Linked DNA regions of Mus musculus: all the other regions are linked to region 3. Evidence: chromatin contacts called from public HiChIP or PLAC-seq data. All regions are on one chromosome and are shown on one strand. The core of a region is the stretch at or near the end of the contact, and the rest is flanking DNA. Distances in the headings are between cores, read along the strand shown.

Region 1 (2,700 bases), core at 130-2,629, 320 kb before region 3:
GGTAGCTCTGGTCGGCCTCAAACTTCCTGCCTCAGCCTCCCCAGTGCTGGGATTGCAGGTGTGTACTGTCACAGGTGTGTAAATATGTTTCCCCTTTGGATCGAATTTAGTTTTATCAAGGAGTCTGAGGACTCAGTGCTGACATCACACAGGGCCCACTGGAGAGTCAGGAGCCAGAGCTGCAGCCCCAGGGAGGCAGGGGCAGTATTGCAGACACAGGACCAAGGGCCGGGAGGGGACACTGGCCGAGGAACCCAGCAGGTCTGATGTAGACAAAACCCAGCCACGTGATCTAAAGAGGGGTCTTGACTTTCCCCACCTGTGAATGGGCCCATCAGGTGCACTTGGGCCTGGGTCTCCAGGAAGGACAGAGGCAGCAGAAACTGGGCTATGAGAGGGAGGTAATGAATGGGGGAAGGGGGGGAGGGAATCAAGGGGAACGGGGATGCTCGCTGGTAATTAGAACGTTTGAACTTCAAAAAAGTTAATTAATGACACAGCTACTGCTGGAGCAAGGCTAGGGCTCAAAGGGGGCCTGGCAGCGACTGAAATTAATTACAGGCTATGGCGGGAGAGTGGCAGCCAGGCCAGGGACAGGAAGGAGCAGGGCAGGGACAGAGGCCATGGAAGTCAGCTTTCAAGGTGAGCAGGGTCTGGAGAGCAGAGGGGGCTGTTGCCATGGAAACTAGGTCAGTTCTCTTAGCAGGCAGGAGGGGCCCAGTCCACTGTGGTTGGCATCTGGCTGTGGTGGGCTGGTGTGGCTTCACCGAGCTGGGGTTGAACTGGTGTGGCTGGGGGGTGGGGTGGGGGGAGCTTGAGATAAACTCATGTATTCACTCGGCAAGTCTTGGTTGAGCATCTCCATGCTGTTCTGGTTGGAGTTGAGTGCTTGTAGATCCCAGGGACCCAGACTCTGCTCAAAAGTGGGCAGAGAGGATGAGCGTTAGATGGGAGAGAGTCAGGCTGGAGGGCTGCTGGGGGAGGAGCTTGTGGGGCTGAATGGCCTGAGACCAGACAGGAAAAGCAGGCCACCACGGGCTGGGAGGGAGGCAGTCGGGGGAAGGAGAAGAGGGTAGGTCGTGCTGGCCAGCTTTGTGGAGGGCTTCTGATTTTAAGCCAGGAGAAGCTGGGAGCCACAGCAGGCACTCTGAGAAGAGGGGTCGGGACAGCCTCTGTGGACCTGTGAGGTGCCCCTTAGCTCCAGTGAGGAGCTGCTGTGAACTTGCTTGAGACCCCAGAGCCACTCACCGCAGGGAATTGAGTTCACAGGCAGGCCCTGGTCTCTGGCACTGCTGGCTGCTCTGACAGCACATAGCAGCTCTGTACCCAGATGCTAAATGCTGGAGTCAGGGACAGGAATGTGGGTACAGCTGGTGGCAGGGGTTGTCAGTCTGCTTCCTGGTAGATGAGAAACTACTAGAAGAGAGTGAGTCATCAGACAGGCTCCTTCATCTGGCAGTTCACCCCTGAGTCTGACCTCAGTCATTTATGCTGTTGTGTGGTTTCACTTTTTTTTTTTTCTTCACCATGATGCACTTTTTGGGGGGGGGGCACAGATCTCCTTAGCCCCGAGGACTTGTGTATAAGAGGAGAGGCCATTTGGGGGATATGAGCAGGCAGTTCTCTTCTCTCTGGGCTGTAGGATCCCCTTATCCTGCTGGTGGCCTGTGGCTGACCTGAAGGGCTGATCTCTAGATGCCCTGGCTCCAGGCTGCAGGATTCTGCTGGGGCAGAACCCGGGAAGCCAGGTCTCTGGGTTGGGCTGATTTGGGAGCAGCGGTCAGAGGGTGACTGTGAGCTTCAGCCCCACAGAGATAGGCAGATCAGGAGAACATGTCCAGGGATGCCTCAGAAGTGCAGACCCATTCCTTGGATGGGAAGCATGAAGCCACCGCAGAGGGATGGGAGAGGGAGAAGAGAAGGCCGGCATCAGAGCTGTTGAGTCTGGGGACCCTTTCTGGGGGCCACTCCTTCCTGGGTGGGACCTGGAGGCATCCTGCAGTGGATGCTTCAGTGGTTTGATTTGGTTTCGGTTCCCTGCAGGGTGTGGCATGGGTTGCACCTGTGTGGCGGGCCAGCTGCACTGTCTCTGAAAGCTTGGACCTGGGTCACTGAGAGGTCCACAGGGGTGGGGGTGGAGTTGGGGGTGGGGGGCAGAAACGGTCTGCATGTCTGTTCCTGGGGTGTCACATTCAGGAGTGTGGCGCCCCAGGCCGCGCTTCCACCACCAGTTCTTCCTTGACTTGGTGTACGTGGTTCGAGTGTGTGAGCATGCTGGTCATCCTGCTGAACTGTGTGACCCTGGGCATGTACCAGCCATGTGACGATATGGAGTGCCTCTCAGACCGCTGCAAGATCCTGCAGGTGAGCCTCTCAGTCGTCCCCTCCCTCCCAGCCGGGTGTCCTCTTCCAAGCTCAGGGCTCTACTGTAGCTCAGCCCCTCAGCTCTTCTGAAGAATTGCCCCTCCTGTCATCTTTGTTTTCCCAGCTGAGGCTCCTCACCCCATCCCATTCACACAGCGAAGGCAGTGGCTACATTTCTCTGCCCGCAGCCAGCCTCTGCTCCCTGATACCTCCTCCCTTGTGGACTCGTGGGCCCTGATGTGGCATCTGCGTGGTTGTAGGCACGGTGTGAGGTACCACAGAGTAGGGCTCTGGGGACGTATCCATTTTACAGAAGTAGAATATTTGATGCCTGTC
Region 2 (2,859 bases), core at 349-2,848, 420 kb before region 3:
AGATGGCTTGGTTGGTAAAGTACCTGGAGTCCAGGGATCAGGGCCACAGAAACAAACAAGCTAGGCTCAGTGGCACATATCTAGCATCCCTAGGACTGGGAAGGCAGACGGGTTCCTGGAGTTTGCTGGCCAGGCAGTCGAGCTAATGGGTGAACTCCAGCTTCAGTGAGACACCCTGTCTCAAATATGAATAAATAAATAAGGTGGAGGGCTGGAGAGATGGCTCAGTAGTTAAGAGCACTGACTGCTCTTCCAGAGGTCCTGAGTTCAATTCCCAGCAACCACGTGGCTAACAACCGTCTGTAATGGGATCTGATGCCTTTTCTGGTGTGTCTGAAGACAGCGACAGTGTACTCATATACATAAAAAAAATTAAAAACAAGGTAGAGAAGTGACTAAAGATGACACTGGACATGGACCTTAGCCTCTACATGCACATGTGAACCAGTGCACATCTGCTTGTGTGCACATCTGTGCAGGCACACAGTCTTGTGCTTGAGCTGGGCACGGTGGTGTGCTTCCATAATCTCAGCATTTGAGAGATAGAGGTAGGAACACTGTTATAAGTTTGAGGCCATCCTGGTCTACATACAGAGTTCCAGGTTAGCCAAGATTTTGTTACTTACTAGATCTTTCTCAAAGTAAAGCTAGTGGGCCTGGAGAGACTGCTCAGAGCTTAACAAGGGTTGCTTTCTAAGGGGACATGAGTTTGATATCCAGCACCCACAAGTTACCACAGCCATGTGTAACTCCAGTTTCAGGGGACCTAGAGCTCTCTTCTGGTCTCTGTGGGCACCAGTACAAGTTTGCAGTGTCCTTACTTAGACACAGACAAAATACTCATAAGATTAAGAAAGACAAATCTTGGCTAGGTGATGGTGATGTGTGCCTTTAATCCCAGCTCTCAGGAGTCAGAGGCAGGAGCATCTCTTGGGACCTGAGTTTGAAGCCAACCTGGTCTACAGAGAGTTCCAGGATAGCAAGTACTACAGGAGAAACCCTGTTTTGAAAAATCAATACAAATGAAAATCTTTAAAAATTTTCTGAGCCAGGCATGGTGATGCACACCTTTAATCCCAGCACCTGAGAGGCAGAGGCAGGTGGATTTCTGAGTTTGAGGCCAGCCTGCTTGTCAGAGTTTCAGGACAGCTAGGACTACACGGAGAAACCTTGTCTTGAAAAACCAAAACCCCCAAACAAAATAAACTCTTGGGCTTGGATCTTGTTGGCTTCCGTTAGGTCTGTTGACCATCCTGAGCAGATCTGGATGACTTGGGTGGAATCTCAGATCAGTTTAGACGCTTAGGAAAGTCAGAGTTGAGCCTTTACTAGTCAAGGAAGAGAACAGATAGTTTTCTGAAAGAAATGAGGACAAGATGTCACCCTTGGCACCTCAGCTGTCTATGTCCGGTCTCCTCAGCACCTAGCAGCCCTCCCTTGCTCACGTCCGGCTCCTGGATGCTCATCTGTCAGATGGGGTGTGTGTATTACAGGTCTCCAGCTGCGGTGGGCAGTTGTGTGTGCGCGCGCGCATGCGCCTGGCAGCAGAGTCTGAGCTTGGTGGAGGTTTAAAAATCCCCTGTGCCCCTCCCCCTCCTTCGATGTGGTATACGTGACACACGGGTCATGCATTTCCTCCCTGGGCTTCTTCCCTTCGCCCCTGTGACTCATCTGTTTTTCTTTGCCTCTTCCCGCTTCTTCATTGTCCTGCTGACCTTCTTATCTTCCTAGAAATCTGTCTGCTCTGCCTGTGGATCTCAATCCCCAACAAAGTAGGGCTGGTTGCACCTCTCCAGGGAGCCCTCCCTACTCAGCGCCCAGCTCCCTGGTCAGCTGCCTGTTGCAAGGGTCCCAAGGCATCGAGGTCTCCTGAGACTCGGCAGGGCCAGTGTGGAACTCAGCTTCCATCTGAGATTACTTCCCTGTCCTCTCCATCCTGGTCTTGACCACTCATTTATCCAGTGCCATCAGCTGGATATGGGGAGGTATCCTGAGGTACACACACACACAAACAGTAGCTACTCTTTTGGAATGTTTTGGAATGGCTTTTATGTGCCTGGGACAGATATGACTCAACAACCCAGGAGTATGAGGCCAGCTTGGACTGCATGTGACCCAGTCTAAAACAAAAACAAAACAAAACCCCAAAAATAACCAAACAAAAAACCTACAAAGAAAAAAGAAACACTCAGATACGGTATTACACACCTTTAATCCCAGCACTCAGGAGGCAGAGAGAAAAGCAGTCAGATCTCTGTGAATTCAAGGCCAGTTTAGCCTACACATTGAGTTCCGAGACAACCAGGGGTAAATACTAAGACAACACCAATACCAACAGTACACCTCCCTATCCCCACCCCCACACTCACACACACACACACACACACACACACACACACACATTCACACACACTCACATCTACACCACCATGCTTGGCACACATTATTTAATTTTTGAAACTTTTTGTCTGTCTATTGAGACAGGTTTCTCTTTAGACCAGGCTGGCCTCAAACTTACAGATCTACCTGCCTTTGCCTCCTGAGTCCTGAGATCACTAAAGATGTGCACCACTCCAGCCCAGTAGCCAAAAATCACATTTAAATCAAATTTACATAAGTTATGCAGAGTTCCCTCTTTTAACTGGGGAAAGCAGAAGAAGTGGGGCAGGGCTCAAAGCTCACTGGTGGGGGTGGGGAGAGGACCCAGTAGAGAAAGTACTTGTTGTACAAGCACGAAGACCAGAGTTCAAATCCCCAGTATTCATGTAAATGCCAGGCAGGTGTGGTGGTCAACCTGTAAGCCTCAGGAAGTGGAGACAGGAATTCCCCGAAGCAAGTGAGCTAGACTAGGTAAATCAG
Region 3 (2,700 bases), core at 99-2,598:
AGTGGACATTGCTTCCCTGGAAGCAGTTAGCCACCATTGCTAGGTTTTAGAATGCATGCCAGGGCTGGTAGGATGGCTCAGCAGGTAAGAGCATTGACTGCTCTTCCGAAGGTCCTGAGTTCAAATCCCAGGAACCACATGGTGGCTCACAACCATCCATAATGAGATCTGACACCCTCTTCTGGTGCATCTGAAGACAGTGATAGTGTACTTATTTATTATAATAAATAAATCTTTGGGCTGGAGCAAGAAGGGACTAAGTGAACGGGGCCAAGACTGGAGTAAGTGGGGTTGTCCGGAGCAAGCAGAGGTCCTAAATTCAATTCCCAACAACCAGATGAAGGCTCACAACCATCTATACTGCTATGGTGTGTACTCTTATACATTAAATAAATAAATAAATAAATAAATCTTTAGAATGCATGCCCCAAACCCTGACTCACCGTCCCTGGCCTCCTCCCTCAAGTCACCTCTTTTCCATGTCCCTTCTCCCTCCGCACCACCATCACGTGTCTCAAAGAACTCTTTTTACCCTGTCTTGCAATAGGTGGTTCCATGAAGGCCTCTCTCGACATCAAGCAGAAAACTTACTCATGGGCAAGGACATTGGATTCTTCATCATCAGGGCCAGCCAGAGTTCCCCAGGAGACTTCTCCATCTCTGTCAGGTACTGACAACTAAACCCGCCTTGATCCTTCTCAGCCTGCTGAAGCCAGATCAGCCACTGGTCAGAAACATGGTGGCATCTCTTTAACTACTGGACTATTTCTTCCCCAGAACATGTCTCCTCAGCTCCTCCACATCCTGATTTCTGTTCAAAATGACCTGTGTAGTGGTCATACATATCTTTAATTCCAGCATTCAAGAGGCAGAGCCAAGGCTGATCTCTGTAAGTTCAAGGCTGGCCTGGTTTACATAGTGAATTCCAGGATAGCCAAGGCTACATATTAAGAACAAGTTGAAGAGAAAAAAAGAAACAAGTGTGTATTTATCTGTTTCCCTGTCCTGCCCAAATATTTTCAGAAAGCAAGTTGATATGTTTTGTATGTGTGCTCTGGACAGCGCCAGACACAAGAAGCATCTATGGAAGTAGGAGAGGAAGAAGGAAAGGACCTCCCACTTGGCTATCTCTTAACCTTGTCTGTTTCTGTCAGTAGATGGCTGAAGAAAGGCCAGAGGAGAGCAGAAATCCCACGCTGCTGCTGGACCCAGAGCGAGGCTGCTTTCCCCCAGCAGGGTCACGGCAAAGCCAAAGCCAAATCGAAAAGAGCAGAACAGAGATGAGGGAGGCCCCCGGTGAGGGGGATCAGAGAGAACTTTGACACCGTAACCCTTGCACCGCTGCACCTTACAGGAAGTGACTCAGTCCAGGCAAGGATGTGACACAGACCTAAGCTGAGAAACCCCAGCTCTGCGGGCAGTGTGTGTGGTCAGCATGTCAAAGACTGCAAGTCAGAGACTTGACCACGTAATGCAAGAAATGCAGCTCTTAGCAGAGGAGGCCAGAGCCTACACAGAACTCACACCCCTGCCCGGTGAATTGACAGGCAATGCTACCCCGCCTTAGTTGATAGGTTTCTAAAGGTGTGAGGCTTTATTGCTTCTATTGAGAATCTAATCTCTGGTGATAAACTGGCTGCTTTGTTTAGAGAGAGAGAGGAACTTTTAAAGCATAGGCAGGAAGGACTAATGGGCCAGTTGTCTCTAGGCTTGTTCACCTCAGAGTGTACTTAATGTCACAACCTTGTCACATTGTCTCCTTAATGTCATCAACTTTGACATCTTGCTAAAACAAAAAGAATATATATATATATATATATATATATATATATATTGTATGTGTGTAAGTGAATGTGTGTGTGTGTGTGTGTGTGTGTGTGTGTGTGTGTGTGTGTGTGTGACATATGTGGTAGCTGGGGCACATATTTGCACATGTGGAGGTCAGAAGATATATTTAAGGAATTGAGGCTCTCCTTCTACCACATGGGTCCCCGAGACTGAACTTGGGGAATCAAGCTTGGTGGACGACACCTTTACCCACTGTCTCAGTCACTGATCTGTTGTTGTGAAAAGATACCACAACCAGGCAACTCTCATTAACAAAAGCATGTCATTGGGGGGTGGCTTCCAGTTTCAGAGTGAGTCCATTATCATGACAGGAAGCCTGGCAGCGAGCAGGCAGACATGGTGCTGGAGAAGTAGTTGAGAGCTACATCCTGCTCTGTGGGCCAAGAGAGAGAAAGAGGTGGAGAAGAAGGAAGGAGAGGCACCCCAAGTGGCACACTTCCTCCAACAAGACCACACCTCTTAATCCTTTCAAGTAGTGCCATTCACTGGTGACTAAGCATTTAAATACATGAGCCTATGGGGACCATTCTTATTCAAACCATCACACCCACAGAGACTTGTCACTAGGTCTATGCTCCTAATTCTCCTTAACTAAAATTTCATATGTCGGGCAGTCCTAAATATTAGCTCAAGCCAATATTAATATCCCAAAGTCTAAACTCCTTGGATCTTCATTAGAGAAAATTTGGTCTATAAATAAGCCAACCAACCCTATTTTTTTTTGGTAAAATTTTGTGTGTATGGATTTTGCATGTATGTCTGCATACCGTGTATATGAAGTGCATGTGGAAGGCAGAAGGGGGCGATTGATTTCCTGAAACTGGATGCTGGGAATCCAACCCCAGGTCTCTG
Region 4 (2,700 bases), core at 6-2,505, 500 kb before region 3:
TGACCCTTGAGTGTTCCTCCTGTGGTAGGCACTGTGCTGGAGCAGGGGTGGTGGTGGGGGATGACGACGACACGCCCTGACAGATGCTAAACAGCAAGTACAGACTCTGTGTAATTTAATAATAGTTAATGAATCAGGCAGATCTTTGAGAGTTCAAGGCCAGCCTGTTCTACAGAGTAAAAACCAGAACAGATAGAACTACACAGAGAAACTTTGTCTCAAACAAAAGCAAAATCCATTTGGTTTGTTACTATGACTGTAATCCCTGCTCCTCAGGAGGCTGAATTAGACTTGAGTCCAGGCATCTGTGGCCAACCTTGGCAACACAGTAAGATGATATCCCCCAAAATATAAAAAAAACCCAAGTTTTAAGCAAGCAAAGGATGTTGTCACCCTGAAGTCGTGTTTAGACTGAAGTTTGTCCTGAGGAATGATATTTATGCGATCACATGCTGCGGCCTATGCTTTTTCCCCTGTGCACCTTAAACAAGCGCAGGGCTGCGCTCAGGTGGTCGTGTGCCTAATGTGCATGAAGACCTGTGTTTGATTCCCAGCACCTCATAAAACAGAGCGTAAGGACAGTCTTGTAATCCTGGGACTTGGGAAGCTGGGCAAGAGGGTGAGGGGCTTGAATTTGACTATATGAGGCCTTGTCTCTAAGCAAATGTGCCCACTGGAAAAAAACATATATTCAGGATACACACACACACACACTGTGTGTATCCAGGGCTGGTGATAAGGCTCATGGAAGAGTGTGCACAAGTCCTCAGGTTCCATCCCCAGCAATAGGGGGAAAAGGAAGGAAAGAAAGAACAACGTACATGTGTCAATACCTGAGCGGTGTACTAGCTACTCACCAGCCTGGGATGGGGGTCCAGCTGCTGGTCTGGTCTGCAGAGACCATCCCGCAGTTCTTAGGAGCCTTGTGAGCGTCCATCATGGAGTCTGACAGCAGCATAGAGCATTTGATGGAGCTCTGGAAGGCAGTGGGAGCCTGGAGTGAGTTGGCCTCAGAGAAGTGGGTCATACAAGAGGTTTATTGGAGAGAAGGAACTGCTGTCCCTCACCCTAAGCCATCTTCCCAGGGCCATTGCCCCCCCCCCCCCCAAGCTTCTTTTTGGTCTCTGTGGCAATGGATTGCTTTCACCACAGAAACACTCAGCCTTTTCATGCCATAATTTGATATTCAAGCTGTGGCCTGAACAGGGAACAGGGCTTTGTCCACTTGTCTGCCGGGGGTTTTGAGATGAGTCGTGTGGGAACTATTACTGCAGACCTTGATTTCGATAAGAGTCCATGAGAATGTGAGGAACTCATTCTTAAACAAACATGCACAGGTGTTTGTGAAGCCTCTGAGGCCACACACACAAGGGTCACTATGAGTTTTCAGAGCACAGCAGGACTGTAGGGGGCTCCCTCTCAAGACAAGACCGGCAGGAATTAGGGCCTTTGATGTGGCCACTCGGCACACTTTCTGTTGAATTTTAGGAACTGTTCTTTTGAATGAGGGAGGAATCTTGGTTCCTGTGCTCACTGTGTGTGTGTGCGTGTGTGTGTGTGTGTGTGTGTGTGTGTGTGTGTGTTGCTCTGTGCTGAGACTTGGAGTGTGAAACACCCCCTTTTCAGCTTCTCCAGGGCTAGCGCCCCCTGAGCTCTTGGCCTGGCATTTGGAGCCGTGGGAGAAAGTATGCATCAGTTAGTGCATGGGTGGAGGAGTGGGTGGTTTGTGTGAGTGGCAAATATGCGACCTTTCCAGAAATTGTTGAGCAGTGTGGAGGAAGGATGAGACTTGGCAGACGTGTTAATAGAATCCTCTGTGGACGATTCTTGTGGATAGTCCCTGGCAAAACAAGCGAGGAACAGGAGACCACGCGCAAAGCTCAGTCAGCCACGACATAGCAAGAATGCTTCTGAGTGGGTCTGTAAAGTCAGAGCCAAATCTTCCTGGCTCACAGCGACACGGCCTTCTGGCCTTGGCTGGTTACTTGCTGGGGCTTGTGTCTGAGGCACAAGGCTACTGGGCCTCTTGTTGACAGAGCACCCAGAGTGTAGGAGAACTACCCATTTGTCACAGGTCCTAGGGCACTGTTATGAGGTCAGTGTGTTACATGTGTGTCTTAAGTTTCAATTGCTGTGAAACACCATGACCAAAAAACAAGTTGTGGAGGAAGGGGTTTATTTTATTTGGCTTGCACTTCCATATTGCTGTTCATCATTGGAGGAAGTCAGGACAAGAAACCAAACAGTAGAAACCTGGAGGCAGGAGCTGATGCAGAGGCCGTGGAGAGATGCCGCTTACTGGCTTGCTCTCCTAGCCTGGCTTGCTTGAACCCAGGACTACCAGCCCAGGGATGGCACGATTCACAGTGGGTTGGGCCTTTCCCCATTGATCACTAATTGAGAAAATGCCTTACAGCCGGATCTCATGGTGACATTGCCTTAACTGAGGCTCCTTCCTTTCTGATAATTCTAATCTGTGTCCAGCTGACACAAAACCTAGCCAGTACACCCGAAGAATACAGATTTCAAGTAGTGAGCCGTTTGACAGTACTAGACTAAAATACGACATTGGCCAGCGGTCACATGGTCAGTAACCTAAATGTGGAATGCCTAGTACTCATGCTGAAGCCGCTGGAAATAGCCTCTGAGACCTTGTGCAGTGTTCTCCTGGAGCCCAGGTCTCCACTGTGTGGGTTGGGA

Evidence for each region. HiChIP or PLAC-seq counts read pairs in DNA pulled down with a chosen protein or histone mark.
Region 1: a BATF HiChIP or PLAC-seq map of CD8 T cells shows a contact between it and region 3, with 5 read pairs. The contact joins two enhancer-like sites. A contact is called at or near these places in 1 of 15 datasets of contacts at CTCF or cohesin (the NIH/3T3 cell line), 3 of 484 Hi-C or Micro-C datasets (B cells, bone marrow-derived macrophages and nephron progenitors), 7 of 115 datasets of contacts at active chromatin or transcription factors (CD8 T cells, effector CD8 T cells, embryonic basal ganglia and 4 more) and 2 of 9 other capture datasets (embryonic stem cells and macrophages).
Region 2: an H3K4me3 HiChIP or PLAC-seq map of bone marrow-derived macrophages shows a contact between it and region 3, with 5 times the contacts expected there. The contact joins two enhancer-like sites. A contact is called at or near these places in 4 of 484 Hi-C or Micro-C datasets (B cells, adipose-derived mesenchymal stem cells, bone marrow-derived macrophages and 1 more), 3 of 115 datasets of contacts at active chromatin or transcription factors (the HPC-7 cell line, bone marrow-derived macrophages and pancreatic cancer cells) and 1 of 9 other capture datasets (embryonic stem cells).
Region 4: a contact with region 3 is called in a FOXA1 HiChIP or PLAC-seq map of pancreatic cancer cells. The contact joins two enhancer-like sites. A contact is called at or near these places in 3 of 39 promoter capture datasets (the 3T3-L1 cell line, hippocampal neurons and neural stem cells), 1 of 115 datasets of contacts at active chromatin or transcription factors (pancreatic cancer cells) and 1 of 9 other capture datasets (macrophages).

What each region holds. Positions count from the first base shown.
Region 1 is chr15:80,318,107-80,320,806 of GRCm38.p6, forward strand. It overlaps Cacna1i (calcium channel, voltage-dependent, alpha 1I subunit), which reads left to right. Exons shown (of 37, transcript NM_001044308.2): 3 at 2,253-2,364. Among named protein-coding and RNA genes, the nearest start is that of Gm31319, 30 kb to the left of the region's middle. Within about 2 kb of position 1,380, at least 53 of the 459 cell types and tissues checked have an H3K27ac peak or open chromatin away from gene starts, as enhancers often do. A contact at or near this core is called in CD8 T cells, where this site is marked.
Region 2 is chr15:80,217,838-80,220,696 of GRCm38.p6, forward strand. No RefSeq gene overlaps it. Among named protein-coding and RNA genes, the nearest start is that of Gm46521, 6.3 kb to the right of the region's middle. Within about 2 kb of position 1,599, at least 161 of the 459 cell types and tissues checked have an H3K27ac peak or open chromatin away from gene starts, as enhancers often do. A contact at or near this core is called in the HPC-7 cell line, bone marrow-derived macrophages and pancreatic cancer cells, where this site is marked.
Region 3 is chr15:80,637,898-80,640,597 of GRCm38.p6, forward strand. It overlaps Grap2 (GRB2-related adaptor protein 2), which reads left to right. Exons shown (of 8, transcript NM_001289442.1): 4 at 548-667. Among named protein-coding and RNA genes, the nearest start is that of Mir6957, 6.8 kb to the right of the region's middle. Within about 2 kb of position 1,349, at least 80 of the 459 cell types and tissues checked have an H3K27ac peak or open chromatin away from gene starts, as enhancers often do. A contact at or near this core is called in CD8 T cells, the HPC-7 cell line, bone marrow-derived macrophages and 1 more, where this site is marked.
Region 4 is chr15:80,136,801-80,139,500 of GRCm38.p6, forward strand. All of the region lies in intron 1 of Tab1 (TGF-beta activated kinase 1/MAP3K7 binding protein 1), which reads left to right. Gm31253 (a long non-coding RNA gene) reads right to left here. Exons shown (of 3, transcript XR_384256.4): 1 at 1-2,700. Among named protein-coding and RNA genes, the nearest start is that of Tab1, 5.0 kb to the left of the region's middle. Within about 2 kb of position 1,256, at least 61 of the 459 cell types and tissues checked have an H3K27ac peak or open chromatin away from gene starts, as enhancers often do. A contact at or near this core is called in pancreatic cancer cells, where this site is marked.